Linked DNA regions of Anas platyrhynchos: region 2 is linked to region 1. The links are chromatin contacts, called in public Hi-C maps. All regions are on one chromosome and are shown on one strand. Each heading gives the region's core, a stretch centred on a gene start, on an enhancer-like site or on the middle of the called end of the contact. The rest is flanking DNA. Distances are from core to core; before and after follow the strand shown.

Region 1 (3,531 bases), core at 523-3,022:
CGTTTACCCGAGGTGTATTTAATGTGAAACCGTTTTGAGTCCGGTTCCTCCGTCCTCCTCCCTCCCCAGCCCCTGCACAAAGTGCCCCAGGACTTGGGGTTTGGTTGCTGCAGGCACGGGAGCTGCACCTGAAGGGCACTGCGGCTCCAAAAGGGGGGTGGCAGGGAGCTCGGGTTTTACCGGGAACACTCCAAAATTGCTGTTCCCGATCCCAAACCACACACAGGGGAAGAGTGGAAGGAAGTTTAAAATTTTAAAAAAGGATAAAGAGGGCACAGCAGCAGCATTCCTGCCGACCAGGTCTCCACCTCTGGCTGGATGTGGAGCCCTGTGCTGGTTTTTTTTGCCCATTAAGTGCTGCCTCGTTCCCCCCGAACGCTGCCTGGCAGCAGGAGAGGATGAAATGTGCTGTGAGGGTGCTGTCAGCCTCGTCCCAGCAGTTAATAAAACCCCTGCAAGGGCTCTGCCTGGTCTGGCAGCAGCACCACCGCCGCTTCTGCTTCTGCTTGGGTCCCCCCTTGCCCCCAGCTCCCGGGGTTTGCTCACCTGAGGCCGGCTTGGCCGGGGGCACCTTCCTCTTCTTCAGCTCCTCATCTTCGGGGTCGTAGTTTCGCAGTTTGATCTCCCTGGGGAGGAAGGAGAAGAGCAGAGGGCAGTGAGGGGTGGGCACGCTGGTGATTAAATACACATAAAAGGCTTTGGGTGGGTTTAAGGGGTTCAAGCACAAACCCAGGCACTCGCTGCCGGCTCTGATCCTGCCTCGGGCAGTGCCGACGGGGCTGTGCAGGGGTTTTGCTCCAGCTTTGCCAGGCTCCGTGGTGAGATACAGCTCACCCCTGGGGCTCGCAGCAAAGCAAGAGATGAGAAAAGGACTCGAGCTACAGCCCAGGATGAGAAGGGGAAGGATGGGAGCGGTGGGAAGCACAAGGGAGAAACCCACCCCGGAGCACAAGCGCACAGCCCCGGGGCGCAGCACCCTGCCCTCCCCATCCCTGGCAAATTCATCCCGTTGCCCCCTTCTCCTGCCTCAAATTGGGCTAGAAACGAGCCATTTCTTTTGGTTTCAGCCAGCTTGTTGAAGAAAGGATGCTTCAAAGAAACTCGGGGGTGTGATTAGCTCGTGGTTAGCCCATTGCTTCAATACCTCCCCCCGGCCAGGCGCGCCTGGACTGCGCCCGGTGCAGGAAGCAGCCACCCCCGAGGACAAGCTGCTGTGAGGTTTTACAGGGTTGGTTTGGTTTTGTGTTTTTTTTTTTACACACACGTGCCCCGGGAGGAGGAATTTATTGCATTAACCCGGACCCAGCAGCGTCACTCCCCAGCCAGCAAGGCAGGGCTTTTCGGGAAGCCTGATCTCGGATGATCAAGAGATTATTTTTGGCAGAAGGCGATGCCACGGCCAGGCACAGCTCTCACAGGCACACCGGGAGCTTAGGGACAGCCAAATTTTGTTGCTCACCTGGGAGGCGGAGGGGAGGGAGGCAGCTAATTCACCCGGGAGGCAACGGGGTGTCAGGCTGTGATGCTGGACATCTGGCCACCAGCCTGCTCCTGCTCGCTGGAGAGGATTTATCGGAGCAAGAGGCAGCACCAGAGCCTGCAGGACGCCGACTTTCGGCCTCTCCCCCGCTTTCTGCTGGGTTTAACTCACGTTTAGGATTCTCCCGCAGCCGAACAGAAACCAAACACAGGCTGCCCTAAGGTCAGAGGGGCTGAAAGGAGAGCTGGGAGCCGAGCAAGCTGTTTCCTTCAGGCCAGCGAGACGTTAGCATTGCACCCTGACAAGCCCTATTTCAACATCACCAGCTTGTGCCGGCAACGCCGGCTGCTCAGCCCCGGCCACGCCACCCGAAATGGATTTAGCAACGTTCCCACAAGCTTCAGCCCCTTCCCAAACTCATCGGGAGGCCGGCACCGTGTGGGGAACGAGCAGGGAAGAGGGGCTGCCGGGGCAAGCCGCTCGCTCCGTGCTTAGCCCACAGAAAGCCCCACCTGGGCTGGCAAACAAAAGCCTTGCTAGCCGGCGCTGCCCGTGCTCGCTGGAGATTTCTCCACGAGATTAAAATGAAAAAAAAAAAGCACTGCACAACCCAGCAGGTGCTGGCACGGACGGGAGCAGCACCAGCAGAAGGGGAAGCGGCCGCGGGGCTGCGCCCAGCTCCCCTCGTGCCATGGGCAGGGCACGAGCTCCGTTCCCCCCGGTGCTTTCAGCTCCTTGTTAAAGCCACGCACAGCTGCAGGAGGGAGGGGAAAACAAAGCAGAAATCAGAAAGGGATCCCTTTAATTAGCTGCTGGATGCTGGAGGAGCTCCCTGCACCTGCCTCCGGGAATCAGCAGCGCCCAGAGCACCCGCGGGGGATTTCGGCAGGCGAACCCCGCGGTGCTCGGCTCACCAGAAGCTGCTGCCTTGCTCTCCCCAATTTTTTATCCATATATAAAGACAGACGGATGAAGGGCAAGCCCCCAAAACAGCAGGAAGGATTAAAAGGGTTCAAAATATCCAGTTAACGAGACAGCCGGGGGTCTCCCGCAGGGGTGGGTTGAATAAAGCCCAGGTCTTTGCGTTCTTTTAGGGAAGTCCTGGGTGTTCTCACACCCTTGCCTCAAGCTGTTTCGGGCAATCTTCTCCTGAAGGCGTGGAGAAACGGTGTCTGGTTTGAGAATTTGCTGCCCTTCCACCTCCTCGAGCTGCTCTCAGAGCCGGCCACTTTCTGGCACGGCCGCTCCAAGCGGCTCAAAACCAAGTGACAATTTCCATCTCGCCCTTCAGAGAGAAACCACGGCAAGAATTTGGGTTTTTCTTTGCCTCCCCAAATCTCACTCGCTCCTAGGAGGCCACATTTGGGCACGCAAGAGAAGTGGGAGACACGAGGGAGGTGCCGAGGGGCTGCTGCAGCACCACCACCCTCTGGGGGCACTGCGAGACTTATGGTGCAGGTTCCGTTTCACAACCCTAATTTTTTTGCTGTTTGATCAAGGGGGTGAAGCTTTTCCCACCGTTCCTGGATTCCTCACCCGGGGCAGGAGAGGAGGGAGCAACAAGCAGGGGCAGAGCCCGGCAGCTCCCCCAGCCCCTGCAGAGGGATCCGGGCGCAGAGCCGAGCGTGTCGCAGCGCATCCTCCTCCCAGAGGCACTCGAGGAATGCCAAAAAACAGGCGCCTCTCTTCCACCTCGAGCCCCCAAGCTCACCGAGGAGGCTTTTGGTTTTTTTTTGGAGGTTTTTGGTTTTTTTTTTGGAGGTTTTTTGTCTCAGGACGTGCTCCTCGGGGAGCGCAGACGGGGCTCGGGGCGGGCAGATGCATCTCCGGGTGCTGCAGGAGGAGGACTCCAAATGCACCAGGAGGGTGCCACGAGGCTGAAACTGGGAAAAAAAAGATGTTCGGGGCAGGCTCGGGGGTCCCGAGCACCACGCCAAACCCCTGCCTGCAGGCAGGATGCAGGGAGGGAAAAAACACCCAAAATTCAGCCCCCAAAACGCTCCGGTTTGGTTACGGGAGGGACGTAAAACTGAAATAACGAGGGCACTGCT
Region 2 (3,531 bases), core at 339-2,838, 43 kb after region 1:
GATGGGATAGGTGGGTTGGGTTGAGTTGGGATGGGATGGGATGATTTGGATGGGATGGGTGGGTTGAGTTGGGTTGGGCTGGGTAGGATTGGGATGGAATGGGATGGGATAGGTGGGTTGGGTTGAGTTGAGATGGGATGGGATGGTTTGGATTTGGATGGGATAGATGGATTGGGGTGGGATGAGAGGGTTGGAGTGGGATGGATTGGGATGTATTGGGGTAGGGTGGGACAGGCGGGATGAATGTCATGGAGTGGGACAGGATGGGATGGGGATTCGCACAAGGAAGGAGATGGGGTTTGGATGGGAATGGGGATTCAGATAGGGGTTGTGGGTAGGGATAAAGAAGGGATTGGAGATGGGGATGGGGAAGAGGATGCAGAAAGGATAAGGATGGGAATTGGAACGGGATGGAGACAGGACTGGGGATGGGAATTGAGAAAGGGTGAGCATGCAGCTGTGCATGAGGATAGGGGTGGGAAAATGGAAGGGGATGGGGACGGGGACATGGAAAGGGATGGGTCATGGGGTGGGTTCTTAACCCCCCTCTCCCCTAGGTGCGTCCGGGCCAGTTCCACCGGCGGCTGTGGCGCTCCACGCGCCGCATCTCGCAGGTTTCGGCTGGCGAGACGGAGTACAACCCCAACGAGGGCAGGTCCTAGGCTGCCACCCCACACCTGGCCCTGCCGGGCTTCCTGCAGCTCCCGGCCCCTCCTGGGGGGCACGGCGATAAAGGGGGGGACCCCGCGACCCCCCCACATCAGCGCCCCGAGCCCCTGGCGAGCCGGGGGGCGAGGAGAGGAGGGGTGAGCCCCGAGCTCCCCACAGCCGGGGCTGCGTGCTCGGCCCCTCGCCGTGGCCTTATTCAGCCCCCCCTCTGGGCTGGGGGGACAGCAGTGGGATGAGGGGGGCGAGGAGGTGCCCGGGGGGGACCCCTCGCTGGGAATGGGGGGGTGCTGTGTGTGTCCCCCCCCCACCAAGCCTGCTGGCCAGGAGCCGGCTGCCCCCTTCCCCGACTGTTTTTTTTCTATCGATTTCTAGCTCTTTTACAAAAAAAAAAAAGGAAAAAAAAAAGAAAAAAAAGAAAAGAAAGAATAATAATATATCTATCTATAAAAAATAAACGTGCACAAGGCCCTTGTCTGCCCCGAGCTGTCTCTGTTGGGGACGTTCACCCCCCCCCCAGGCTGTGTTTTTGGGATGCGGCGAGCCACGGGGCCCTTTCTTCCTGCCCTACATAGTGGGGCCAGCCTGGCACGGGCTGTGCTCCGGGCAGGGGGCCAGCGGCCCCCGCGTGTCCCCAACTGGCACACGGGGACACGCGGCAGCCACCTCTCATCCCGGCAGGCACACGTGGCACGAGCGTGTGGGGTCTCAGCCGGGTCCCCACGAGCACCGCGGTGCCACGAGCGCAACCATCCCACCCCTCTCCCCATCCCCACAACCCCTCCAAAAAAAAAAAAACCTCATCCCCACGGCCTCGGGACCCCCACGGGGGGCTGGCTGCTGCCCCCACGGACGCCACCACCACCACCACCTTGTCCCCGTCCCCGTGCCCGGCCCCCGCGGCGCCCGTGTCCTCCCCTGCCCCGGCACCGCGGGGGCCCCACGGCTGGCAGCGACCTCTGTCCCCGAGCGGGGCTGGCCGCGGGTGCCCACGGCGTCACGTGGAGCCGAACCAGCCAGAGGCCTCCGGGAGCCGAGCCGGGAGCAGCCGCGGCGGCGGAGGTACGGACGGACGGACAGAAGGACGGACGGGGAGGGAGGGAGGGAGGCAGGGCTGGAGGCGGTGGGGGAAACTGAGGCACGCCAGAGCTCCCGTGCGTCGCTCCCCGAGGGGGTCCCGGCCTCCGACGCGGCTGCTGGAGGGACAGGGAGAGCCCGCGGTGTCCCCCGTGTCCCCGACCCCAAAGGCTGGGCCCCGCTGTCCCCGTGCCGTAGATCCCAATTCCGAGTGTCCCAGTCCGTTCCCCCAGTGTCCCAGTAGCAGGTGGCCCTTTCCCAGCTCTCCCTGTTCCCGTTGCTCCAGCTATCCCAAACCCAAGTGTCCCAGTCCCAAGTGTCCCTGTCCCAGTGTTCCAGGTGTCCCAGTCCCAGATATCCCAGTGCCAGGTGTCCCCGTTCCCAGTCTTCCCAGTGTCCCAATGTTCCAGGTGTCCCAATCCCAGGTGTCCCTATCCCAGATGCCCCAGCTGTCCCAATCCCAGTCCCAGTGTCCCAGCTGTCCCAATCCCAGTCCCAATTGTCCCAGTGCCCCATATGTCCCTGTCCCCAGCTTCCCCAGCCCCAAGTCTCCCCGTCCCCAGTTTCCCAGATGTCCCCATCCCAGTGTCCCCAGTGTCCCCACCATCCCCATCCCACGCACCCTCCTCACCTCCCAACACTCCCCCGCCTCCCAGCACCCCCAAATCCCACCCCCATCCCCATAGGGTCACGGGGGGGGGTGCCGGGACCATCCCCCCTCCCCAAAAAAAACCTCCCACCATGTGGCTGGGGGCCCGCCTGGACGCGCTGCCCACCCCGGCGCTCGCCGTCGACCGTGCCGTGGCGCGCCGCAACGCCGAGCGCATGCAGGAGCGCTGCCGAGCCCTCGGCCTCCGCCTGCGCCCCCACGTCAAGACCCACAAAACGCTGTGAGTGCCACCACCCCCTTTTTTTTTATTTTTTTCCCCAAAACCTTCTTATTTCCACCCCAAACCCCCTTTTTTTATTATTTTTTTATTTTTTTTTATTTTTCCCCTCCCGGCAGGGAGGGCGGCGCGCTGGCCACGGGCGGCACGCGGCGCGGCATCGCCGTCTCCACGCTGGCCGAGGCGCGTTTTTTCGCCGACGGGGGCTTCGATGACATCCTACTGGCGTACCCGCTGCCAACGGGGCGCCTGGAGGAGTGCGCCCAGCTGGCCCAGCGCCTCGAAGCCTTCCAGGTGCTCTTGGACAGCCCCGAGGCGCTGCAGTGCCTGCGGCAGCGCCCGCTGGCCGGCGGCAAGCGCTGGCTCGTTTGGCTCAAGCTCGATTGCGGCAACGGCAGAGGTGGGGACGGGCACGGGGAGGGGGATTTGGGGTTGGGTTTTTTGCCGCCGGTCCCCGTGGAGCAGCACGGATAGGGTGGTTGAGTCGTGGCCCCCAAAATTCTTCATTCCATCATTCCTCAGCATCCCGCTTGTGGGGATGTCCCAAAGCCCCCAGGCAGTGTGGGTCTGTGAGCCCCCAACCCCGTTTCCAGCCACCTGGATGTCCCGTGGGGCCCCAACCCCACAGCCCACACCACCAATGCCTCGACCCCAATGGAGCATTCAAGCTTCCCAAAAGTCATTTTTCACCCCTCACTTCAGGGCTGACGTGTCCCATCAGTCCCTAAACCCACAAACCCAGCAGCTGAGCCATTACGCATCCGTTAGGCCCCCCAAAAAAACCCTTTTCACCCACCCCAAGGCTGCTCCCTGGGGGAGGGATTCCGGGTGTCCCCAATCCCAAAGCCTCCATCCTCAGCAGCTCAGCCATTAGCCCCCAAACCCCATTTGCATCCACCCA

What was found. A called contact is a pair of places that touch in the nucleus more often than the background predicts.
Region 2: a contact with region 1 is called in a Hi-C map of skeletal muscle, with 2.6 times the contacts expected there. The contact joins the promoter of LOC113841941 here to the enhancer-like site in region 1. A contact is called at or near these places in 2 of 8 Hi-C or Micro-C datasets (liver and skeletal muscle).

What each region holds. Positions count from the first base shown.
Region 1 is chr2:158,408,194-158,411,724 of IASCAAS_PekinDuck_T2T, forward strand. It overlaps CCDC12 (coiled-coil domain containing 12), which reads right to left. Exons shown (of 7, transcript XM_038172086.2): 3 at 547-626. Among named protein-coding and RNA genes, the nearest start is that of CCDC12, 15 kb to the right of the region's middle. Within about 2 kb of position 1,773, at least 1 of the 8 cell types and tissues checked has an H3K27ac peak or open chromatin away from gene starts, as enhancers often do.
Region 2 is chr2:158,451,353-158,454,883 of IASCAAS_PekinDuck_T2T, forward strand. It overlaps LOC113841941 (D-serine dehydratase), which reads left to right and starts at 1,589. Exons shown (of 8, transcript XM_038174842.2): 1 at 1,589-1,728; 2 at 2,430-2,633; 3 at 2,750-3,030. The coding sequence starts at 2,485. It overlaps NBEAL2 (neurobeachin like 2), which reads left to right. Exons shown (of 57, transcript XM_072033950.1): 57 at 558-1,137. The coding sequence ends at 662.